2 separate regions of the Anas platyrhynchos genome follow, and region 2 is linked to region 1. A link is a contact called in public Hi-C data. All regions are on one chromosome and are shown on one strand. Each heading gives the region's core, a stretch centred on a gene start, on an enhancer-like site or on the middle of the called end of the contact. The rest is flanking DNA. Distances are from core to core; before and after follow the strand shown.

Region 1 (5,882 bases), core at 491-2,990:
CAGACTTTTGGGCCTAGGCTATTGAGGACTAAACATTTATATTTTTAAGCTGGATTGTGATAGAAATGTACATATATTTTTAATCTGTACACAGTGCCAGATGTTACTACTTGGATATAGATGTGGTGTTTAGCTGCCTAGCACAGTAAAACCACCACGATCCTCTGCTACCAACCTCCACCCTTTATTCCATAACATTTGTGTCACTCTCAGATCCCCCATACTTTAGCCTATAAGTATTCTCATCACCATTATTCCTTGTCCCTTAACAGATTAATAGGCAGGTATATCTTCTCATTGTGTTGGTCTTTCTTGGAAAATGTTCATAAGAACTGTTGACAATTTGGTCTTCATCTGCCAAAGTGGTCACTTAGGGCAGGCGGAGTTGGATGTCAGGACACCAGCACCAGCTGAGCTCAAGTCCTTATTGCACTGCCCAGTTCCTTGCAAAGTTGACCTGTCATTGATCCTGCAATGCCTTCCTACAACATATAACTTAGGTTACATATTAGTTTTCTCTCAAGGTTAAATCTTCTTGAGTCATGCACTTGATATCCCCATTCTTTGCATGTCCCACCAGGTATACTCTGGTCCTTGGGCGAAGACAGTCCCATCAGTGGATTTGCCTTTTCCCGAGGCAGGAGCAACCCACACTGCCTTCCCCATCCACTTTCCTACATGCACTATGGGGACTTTAGCTCCTTTCACTGTGTAGGGGTTTTGTTTCAGCAGGACCAGCATGGCTGTCAGACCCCTTATTGTTAACTAGCCAAGTGGCTTCTGGTAGATTTGTGTCCCATTGTTTGCATATCCCAGCACCCAATACTTGTAACATAGTCTTTAACAGTCCACTGTACCTCTCAACCTTCTCAGAGGTTTGTGGGTGATAAGGGATGTGATACACCCACTCAGTACCATGACTCTTGGGCATGTGGGCATCTACATGACTTACTTTTACATCCAGGTTTTGTACCTGGGCAGCAATATCTTGCAACAGGGTAGCAGCCCAGATACCTTTACCTCTGCACTGCCAGTTGCTCTGTTTCCATTGCTGCAGCCACCATCCATGAGTCAGTGTAGAGATACAGTACTGGCCATTTTTCTCTTTTTTTGGCAATCTCTAGGGCTAGTTGTATGGCTTTTACTTCTGCATACTGTCTTGACTCGCCTTTCCCTTCCATGGCCTCCACAACTCATCGTGTGGGACTCCACACAGCAGCTTTCCATTTCCGATGGCTCCCTACCACACGGCAGGATCCGTCAGTAAACAATACATACTGCTTTTTGTCTTCTGGCAACTCATGACATGGTGGTGCCTCTTCAGCACGGGTTACCCCTTCTGTTGGCACTCCGAAATCTGTCTTCTGGCTTGTCCATGATCTCTTCCAGGATTCCTGGGCAATTAGGTTTTCCCATTCGAGCCCGCTGTGTAATTAACACTATCCACTTACTCCATGTAGCATCAGTCGCATGGTGTATAGTGGGAATTTTCCCTTTGAACGTCCAAGGTAATACAGGTAACTGTGGGGCCAAGAGGAGCTGTGCTTCTGTACCCACAACTTCTGAAGCAACTTGAACACCCTCATGCTGATAGGGATCGAGTGGTTTCTGATTCCTTTATGATTTCCATCTCTTCTTCCTGCTGTTTTTGTGATGACTCTGCTTTAGAGGTGCCTGCCTTTTCCCCTTCTCCCTCCTTCTTAGGAGAGACTTCTTCTCTTACTAAACGAGCTGATTTCCATTGTTTAGACTTGACTATGCGGATGACTGATACCATATCGGTTGGTCCTCTGGGTCAGCCACAGCATGTTATCTGGTCATCGGACTCAGACTTTCTCCCTCTCTTCAAGGTGCTGGATGATGTTAAACAGTGTTTGATAGGAGTAAGCCAGGACCCAGCACAGTGCTGCAAGCTGTCATTCTCTGGCATTATCAGGGTCAGGACATACAACTCTCAAACATTCTATCAGGTTTTTAGGATTTTGCACTTGTTCAGGGGGTGAAGTTCAAAACTATTGGATCAGACACCTGTGACAGGTACCTGCCTATATCCTCCCACACGCATTGCCACCTGCCACAAGACTGTTTCGAGACAGATTCCCGGGTAAGCTTTCTAAACAATTGACTAAGAGAGAAGAGGAAACCAGTTATTCAGAATTAGAAATAGCAATATATGGGTTACGTATGGATACTCAAAATACTCAAATTGTTGTAATTAGCACACTGTGAAAGAAGGAGGAGGTACCATTCCTGATACTATTCATAAACTGACGTCCAGATGAGGAAAGGAAGGCAATGTAGTTCTGAATATTCTCTAAAAGGTAGTTTCCATGAGACCCAAATGATAACAGTGGAGAGCCTGAATGCCAGATGAAACTGAAGGCCAGTGCTTGGCAGCACAGCAAAATAAAATAAAAAAAATAAAATAAAATAAAACAAAAACAAAAACACAGCTTGTAGCCCATTCCTGGATCAGATGTAGAGGAGAAAGGAGAACATGACACAGATTGCATGATTATATGATCAAACAATCCAATATTAACAGGACACTGAACGTGGTGACTAGCGAGTAAGCGTGTTAGTTGCAAGTGTTTTTAGTCAATTCTATTGTTATCTCAACCCTTTGAGCCCCACGTTGGGCACCAGAAAGGACTGGTGGTTTTACTGTGCTAGGCAGCTAAACACCACAACTGTTCTCTCACTCCTCCTTAGCTGAGAAGGGGAAGAAGTAAAGAACAACTCACGGGTTGAGATAAGGATAATTTAATTAAAGGGAAAAAATTATAATTATTAAGGAAAGACTATATTAACTAAACAATTTAACTAAAGAGGAAGAAAAAGGGAAAGGGGAAAAAAAATAAAGGTTACGTGGAAGTGCAGAGGAAAGGAATTACTCTCTACTTCCCACAAATAAGTGAGGTTTGACCATGTCCTTGAAGCAGGGCCTCAACGCACGTAGCCAGTGTTTGGGAGGAGGACCAGTGTTTTCACACCAAGATCCCACCCCTCCCCTCATTTTCCTGTTTCCACCTTTTATTGCTGAGTGTGACATCATGTGGTATGGAATATCCCTTCGGCTGGTTTAGGTCAGCTGCCCTGGTGATGTTTCTTTTCTCTATTTTTTTGCCCACCCCCTGGGAGGATTAGAGGGAGTCCTGATGCTGTGGCAGCACTGCTCAGCAGCAGACACAACACTGGTGTGATACCACTGCTGTTCTAGCTACAAGTGCAGAGCACAGCACTGAATTGGCTGCTGCAGGGAAAGTTAACATCCCAGCCAGACCCAGTGCAATAGGCATGTGTACAACAGTGCAAAAATACTGCCGAATCCTGTAGAAGAATACCTAATCTGTCCACAATAGGCCAAATAAATAGACTGGGAGAAGAAGGTGAAAAAGAACAAAATTAGATACTGCTTACCAGAACTGCAACGTTCCAAGTAATGCATTGGGTAGAAGTTCAAAAATCACTAGCAGAGTGCAGCAACTTATGTAGGAAGGTTTCCTTAAGTCAGTCATGCTGAATCTTGTAAATCTTGTTTTAAATTTTCTTTTAAAGATTTTGCTTTAAGATCTAGAAGATGCTGAATTCTTTTAATCAAGCCAAAGTAGTTTTAATGTTGACTGCTGAAACACTCTGGAATACAGTGGTAATACTTGCTACTTTGTTTTTTTCTCCATTGGAAAAAGTTGCACTTTTAACCTGTTTTAATTTCTGTTAGTTTATCTCTATTTTGTCATAGGAGTTGGAGGGGGAAGAGGAGGGAGAAGAGGAGGAAGATGCAGAGAGTGATGCTAAGGTAAGAATGTTAGTATGTTTATGTCATACACACTATAACCCTGAGCAATGTAATTAAGATTATAGCAGTTTGAAAATATTAACAAATATTTTTTTTAAAAAAAAAAAGCCTACCTCTTGACTGCAGTGTTTTTCTCTTCCTCAGTACTCAAATTGCTCTTAAAAGAAAAATTTAAGTTTGGATAAATATAAATTAAGGTAATTTCTTAACTTTCTGTCTTTACCTCTTAGCGACACCTCTGTGTAATAAGTGTATCTCTCTTCCTTTAGAAAGGTCTTATTTCAAATATTTTTCTGTAGTTGGACTTCAACTTGGAATTAGTCTGACAAGTCTCAACTAGTTTTCATTTATTTACTTTCTTTGTTAGAATTGTTCTTTTTGGTTGTTTTAATGGCTGCTGATTGGACTCCACATGTCCGTGCTCAGCTAGGATTCAAGAAGTTAGTCCCCACCTTTTGACTTTTAAACTTTGCGTGACCTGTTTTAAAACTCAGCCTAAGGCCTAATGCTCCTTCTGATAGGTGTTTTTCAGTCCTTCAGTTATATTAAAGCTAATACTTGTATTTAGTGAAGCCAGGACAATGAAAACAAAGACTTGTACTTATTTAGTTCTTAAAACATCAACTTTTAATCTTTTCTAAAGGCACAGATGAAAAAGTGAAAGGTATGCAAAACTACTTGATCTGTGGATGAAAGTCTTACAGCAGCTTAACATGTCACTTTACTGACTTATGTAGTTAATATACATCGTATTGCTAGTACATGTTTTTTGTCTCCATATCAAGATTTGAGCTTGCTTTTCTTTATTGAGAACTGCTGTAAAAGAAGTCTGTCTTCAGGAAAGATGGATCAAACAGGATTCATATGACAGAAACGAATGTTTTTACTCTGTCCTGAAGGATCAAAATGCAGTAGTGTACCTGTAATGGGAAGAGGTGGGACAGCAGAGAAACAAAATGTTAGTTCTGAGTCAAAGTACGTTCATGCTAAGTAAGATCCTTTTAATGGCAGAAGTGTGAAATCTGTTATTCTTTAGAAAGAACTTCTAGTACCTTGGAAGGTTATAGCTGTTGCCTCCTGTATTATTTTGTACATTTCACTTTTCATTCATGCTGACAGTTCCTTTCAATTTTTTCCCATTTAGGTGTAATTTAAGTCTGTTTATCATTCATACATTTCTAGGTAAGGTGGAATTCCATTCATACCTAACTTCCAAGAAGTCCCATTGTAGCCATGCAATGTAGTTTGTTTGCTAGTCTTTTGGTTTTTGTTTTCCTTGTATGGGGAAAAGAAAATGGGGAATGGGAACTTCAGGGTTTAGGTTTTAGTAGTAGCTCAGAAAAAAAAAAAAAGAAATGCATACAGAGATGAATGCCTTTAAATCATATGATGAAAGTAGATTTTTCAGAATGACCTCTTTGCCTTCCTGGCACAACTTCTGCTTTGCTTTTGTAGCAGTCAAGCTATTTTCTGTACACATGATAAAAGATACTGAGACTTGTCAGACTTCATTTTTCCTTGTTTGTGATTTGATGTTGCACCTCTGTACTGTTTCTAGCATACTTGGAAATTCCTAAATATCTCCTCTGCTCTCCTTGAGAACTCTTGTAAGTCATTGACTTACTTGCTGTGTCCTTTCCAACATTCTTACTTACACTGCCTGACAAGTTCAGTCAGTCATTCTGAAGAGGCATTTTCTTTAGCACTCATACTTCTGAGTAGGTTTTGTTCTTCTAATTTTTCTCCTTTTATTTAAAAGGAAAGAAAGTCCTTCTGTTGTGTACTATCTCTCACCTTTCTTCCCATGCTTCACAGAGAACACTGTCTGCAACAGGCTCCATGCTTCTTTTTCTGTATTCTAGGCTTCTATGTTTTTTTGTTACTTATGTGAAGCTATATTCAAATTCTTTTCCTCCTCTCATACGTATTTTGTCTCTGTTCAATTCACTTAAACTGTATTTATTTCCAATCTGATGTGCTTTGAAAAACCAACCAGCCTGTCTCAGCATACTTGCACTGTTTATTCACATGCTGTAGTAGAACATTCATTTGTCATGACAGCTTATATGTCATGCTGCTGCAG
Region 2 (5,306 bases), core at 2,759-5,258, 94 kb before region 1:
TGTTTAAAAAAAAAAAAAAAGTAGCAGTAATACTGAAAAGAGAATGTATTCCATAACTTCATATTTTTCCCAAATTCTACATTCCTGTGATGTGTTGTTGTAAAGGGAAAAATCTCTCCTGATCACACTTCCGTAATCGCAGTGTACAGTTGTTAGTGGGTGCTCTGTATCCCTTTGGTGTGTGGGCTTCCATCTGGAAATTCTGTGTGAGTAAGTGGAGCTTGATGGCAGATTTTGCAAAGTGACGTTCGGAGGGGAGAATTTTGGTTGAAAATATCTCACTGTTTCTGTGATGAAAACCCTGCTATTCAGGAAATCAATGCCTTGGGCTCTCCTGGGCTGCAAACCCTATTTTGAGTCCTTGGGGTGCTTTTACCTTATCCAAAAGGCCTGAAGTAATCTATCTCTGTAAATCAAATTGAAGTGAGCAATGAACTGTGTGTTTCAGTTTGAATGAATCAGCCCTGGAGAACCACCACCACTTGGAAAACGATGCTTTTTCGGACAAGTCTGAGAGAGACAACGTGGAAGAGTCAGAGAATGAAACTCATGAGAACAGCCGGAAGACAAATGAAAGCGAAAGTGATCAGTCAGAAATCCATGGAGAGGTTTCTCCAGGAAGGAAAGGGACGACTTATGTTGAACAGATCTATGAGGAATTTGGGGAGGTAATGGGGAAACAAACAAACAAAAAAAAAACAACAAACACATAAAAACATGTTAATCATTGCCTGTTCCTGTTGAAATGTCTCTGTTCATAGTATTTGTCATCCAGTCTTTTAGATGTATGGCAGCTAAGAATCAGCTTTGTGGGTTCCAGTGTTTTACAGATAGAGCAATGTACAGCTTTCTGCTAAATTATGTTGAATTATCATGTGCTCTAATAATTATGCATTATGAACAGCAGCTCTGCTACTTTGCTTTGGCATGTGTCCAGCATCAGCGATTGCTTTAACCAGTTATTGCAGTGAAGAGCCTCATAGCATTGGCACAGGGCTTTGTGGAGCCAGCAGGAGGGGGAATTATTATTCTGGGCATGTGTCCTGGTCAATTAAGATGCTCAGTCCTTGCATGATACAAAATATGATCCTTTCCTTTTTTCATTATGCATGGAACATCCTTTCTGTGTGTCCTAATGGTGCCACTTGATTCCTTAAGGACCATTTCTTGTAGAAAAGCTATGTCACTTAACAGCAGAAGGGTGCGTTTCTGTTCCGTATAAGAGCCGTTGTTAGCTGGATGTCGCTGTGACATCTCTGAATAAGGCAGCTGTAGAGCAACTGGGGCACCCACTGTTGGGTGAGAGTCAGTCTGGGTAAGCAGCAGAGAAGCACTGTACTCTTGCACCGGGAGGGCTTGGAGCACTCCCTTGCCTATTTGAAAGAGGAAGCTGAAGTCTTGTTGATGCTTCAAAGAAAATCACTTTGCTGGAAAGATGTTTCTTAACTGCATGTGTTTGCTGGGATTTCAGATGTCAGGGTGAGGTGCAAGCCCCTGCTGTAAAAATTGTGCTTAGAAAAAGAACTGTTGTCTACAGGCATCCAAAGATGTTTTTAAAAAAATTCCTTTTGTACATCTCTTCCCTTCAAATCCCACCCAGACACATAGCAAATGGTGACTGGGTTCAAAGAGGGAACTTTGAATACAGTGGAGGAACCAAACAATGTTTGGCAACACCAAAACAAAGGCAAGCCTAATTTCTCTCAGCTCGTTATTCTGAAATGAGCTTTTGCCAATTGAAAACTTGTCCTAGAAGGAGTAGTAGAGCAGATAGATACTTTGGTGTTCAGTCAAACCTAAAAGGCAGCAGTGGTGTCTGTGTGAATGAAAGAAGACTCTACAGTTTTCCATAAAAATAAAAACAAAAGGGGAGGACTACATTCCACAGTAGAGAGTGATACTGGATAATGTAAAATAAAGCTAGGGTGTTTGTTCAGGCGGGGTAACTCCAGTGAGCTTTCAAAAGGAGTTCCCATGCAGCCTTGACCATTAGGGGTTTTACTAGATTTCTGTTGTTGGCTGCAAAGTGGGACTGTTGTCTCCTGAGACATATGGATGAGACTGGCTGTTAATTCTTATTCCAATGGTAACAGTAACATAAAGAAAAGTAAACTGTAGGCAGTGATGTAGTTTGCTATAAGCAGTGGGCTCAGATGGATCAAGGTAAATGCATGTCAATTAATAACATTAACTAGCTTCTTAAACTGAAATTGCCTCTGTCCCTCTGTATACAGTTCAGATTTGCAGATCACAGATGCAAACCATCACTGTTAAATTTGCAGCATGGCTTTGAAAGCACATTTCAAATGTATGCACATATGTATATGCATCTGTATGCATTAAAAAGGCATGTGCTTGTGCATCTGCGTGCCTTGCCCTGTTTGCAGTAGGAACATGCAGGCAGAGACAGGTGTCAGAACGACTTTAATACTGCAAAAGTTAGCCTAGAATGTAAAAAAGACACCTTCTTAGTAGGTAGACTGGTAACAAAAGCAACAAAACTTATTTTAAATTTATTTTAGTTATAGCTAGCTTAAAAAAGGAGTATTGAGGATGAGGTATTTGATGGGAATGCAAACAGAAATAACCTGAAATTACTCTCACACCCCTGCCTGTCCTTTTTCATCCCTCTTCATCCATCCCTTCTGCAGTTACGCACTCTGAGTAACACCTTGTACAGCAATTTCAACATGGCATTAATTTATCTTGCCAGTACATGCACGCTTGAAACCTAGATAAATAATGAAAGCTCTGGCAGAGCCATACATATTCTAACCTCTAGAGGACGCTGTGGTATTACGTCCTTAAAATGATTTCCACTTCTTGGAGATCAGAGCTGTGTATTGCATCAGACTGTCACAAGAACGGTACAGGGAAAAGCAATGAAATGAAAAGAGCCGTGTTGTTCCTCAGTCTGAAATTCTCCCCAGCCTACAGGCCTACTCACAAGTTGTGAATGACGAGTAAAAGGGGCGATTAGGAGCCAAAAAGGTGCTGAGGATGCTCAGGTGGTGAAAATGAGTGTTTAGTGATATATACCATCTGCAAAACCTGTTGGGGTATGCTACATGTCCTCTCCTGAACCAGAATGTATTCCAGAAATGCTACTGAATGGAACTGTGCCCTTCTGATAGAAATCTCTTGCCTAAAAACAATAGGAAGCCTAATTATAAGTATTCTCTTTCACTGTTAAATTCTGATGCCTAGGATGAGTGTTAGACAAAAGTCTAGACAACCAACATCTGCATTAAAACAACATTCATGTTTCAAAATTTCATTTTCTTTCTCCATTGCATTGAAAAGCCCTATTCCACCATATTATACCTCATGTATTTCCATTGAACACGGAGGAGCTACACAGTTACAGATGAAACCACAATAAATTGCCTGGCTTTTTTTGTGTGTTTTTTTTTGTTTGTTTGTTTGTTTTTTGTTTTTTTTTTTTACATAGTTGGTTGTTTTTTTAGTGTTACTGTGCTTCTGCTGCAAAGGGCGCTACATAGCACTGGGGGAGCTGTAGTCTGTGCACACAACCTGGCAATGGGCCCTTTGCAGTGCCTTACCTATCAGCTTGTCCTGTTTTGAACTTGAAGGACTGCTTCAGTTCTTTGTTGATTACTCATTTATCTCCTATTTTTTTCTGTGGGTGTACTAGTAAATCTTACAGTCTCTCACTTGCTGAGGATGGGCCTGAGAGGAGTTTCTTGTATGCTTCTTGTATTTCCGGTTGTAGACAGGTGAATCGTCTCAAACAGAAACCGTCTCCGAGGAGAACAAGAGCCTGATGTGGATCCTGTTGAAGCAGCTGCGACCCGGCATGGACCTGTCACGGGTGGTGCTGCCCACCTTCATCCTGGAACCACGCTCATTCCTGAACAAGCTCTCTGATTACTACTACCATGCTGACCTGCTCTCCCAGTAAGCAGCACACAGAGCATGCCTGGCATGGGCACGTCTCTTGTCAGTGTGAAAAAGTGTTAAAGCGTGAGCCTGGTGCTGGCTGAGGCATGCTCAAAAGGCTCCCAAATAGCACTCAGGTCACTGGGATTCAGTGTAAATCAATCTAGGCTCCAGCTGCAGGGACCTTTTCAAGATGCACTGCTGCTCCTGAAGGGCAAGGAAACAGGGAAAACAGTTAAGCTCCAGACAAAGCTGCCTTTGCGCACACACGTCCTTTCCAGCACAGGCTGGAACTGATGGGTATTTGGCTCGTTCCTTTGAGCAGCTCGGAACAGAGCTGCGCCACCTTCTGGTGTACTTACGTACAGAGGAGTATAAGACAGAGCAAACAGTGGAATCAGCAAGCTCTTCTGTTCCAAAAGCAGCATAATTATTTTGTATGATAAATAAGAAACACCTTTTAACACAGTTGAGCAGAGAGACCTGCAGGGAGCACCACAGTAGAAAACAGGAAATGTCCTGCTTGCAGATAGGGCCATCTTTCTCAATGAGATATGTTTGGTGTATTTTAAAGCCAGTGTGTGCAGTATTCAAATATCAGCACTAGTTACTCATGTTTATTCTGCTGCCTCTGGATAATTTTAGAGCTGTGGTATTTTCAAGTTTTTTTGTGGTATGTTTGAAATCTGAAGTTAAGGAAATGGTTCTCCTCAGTGCTGAGATGTGAAAAAAAACTTTAAGGGGTTTGAAGTTTTTCTTTAATAAGCCTCTTTGTGGTGTGGTTGCTCCTTCTAAATGGATTTTGCAAGAACTTAAGCAGGTGGATTTTCAAATCTGACTAAACGGTTGGAAATGCCAGGAACTCTGTGTTTACTTCCCACATCATCTTTGAGCAGAGGAAGGTTGGATGAGACAGCCCTGAGAAGCCACTTCCAACTTAAATGATTGTGTGAAATCACAAAGGACTGAAAAAGGCCATGCAGCATGGCAGCTTTAAAGATCTTTTAAGAAAGGTGAAAACGAAGAAAAAGAGAGAAAAATAGAATTGTTTTTTATTTTGATGTGATTAATATTGTTATTTTTACTTCTTATACTTTACTATTATCAGTGACTACTGTCATTCCCACATTAACATACCTGGAGGTATATCCAATCAAACCTTATACACTCCAGAGACTTTATTAGGCTTTTTGCAAGAATTAGGTCACTTTCTAAGCATTTATGTGTGTGTTTTACAATGTACATTACTAAAAAACAGTTGCTGCTGGCAAACACCTTTTTCATTGGAGCAGTACAGAAATTACTTCCTTTTATTTAGTACTAGGGAAATACTGTTGAAATTAAGATCATTGTACCGGTATAAAATGAATATGATGTGTAAACAGTATGAAAAGCATGTGAGAAAA

What was found. Hi-C and Micro-C count contacts between places; a contact is called where the count stands out from the background.
Region 2: a Hi-C map of skeletal muscle shows a contact between it and region 1, with 1.8 times the contacts expected there. The contact joins two enhancer-like sites. A contact is called at or near these places in 6 of 8 Hi-C or Micro-C datasets (F1 follicle, F5 follicle, liver and 2 more).

The regions. Positions count from the first base shown.
Region 1 is chr5:29,032,324-29,038,205 of IASCAAS_PekinDuck_T2T, reverse strand. It overlaps NAP1L4 (nucleosome assembly protein 1 like 4), which reads left to right. Exons shown (of 16, transcript XM_013099804.5): 15 at 3,743-3,799. Among named protein-coding and RNA genes, the nearest start is that of NAP1L4, 22 kb to the left of the region's middle. Within about 2 kb of position 1,740, at least 2 of the 8 cell types and tissues checked have an H3K27ac peak or open chromatin away from gene starts, as enhancers often do. A contact at or near this core is called in F1 follicle, where this site is marked.
Region 2 is chr5:29,129,258-29,134,563 of IASCAAS_PekinDuck_T2T, reverse strand. OSBPL5 (oxysterol binding protein like 5) reads left to right here. Exons shown (of 22, transcript XM_072038546.1): 9 at 449-668; 10 at 3,734-3,918. Among named protein-coding and RNA genes, the nearest start is that of CARS1, 36 kb to the right of the region's middle. Within about 2 kb of position 4,008, at least 4 of the 8 cell types and tissues checked have an H3K27ac peak or open chromatin away from gene starts, as enhancers often do. A contact at or near this core is called in F1 follicle, where this site is marked.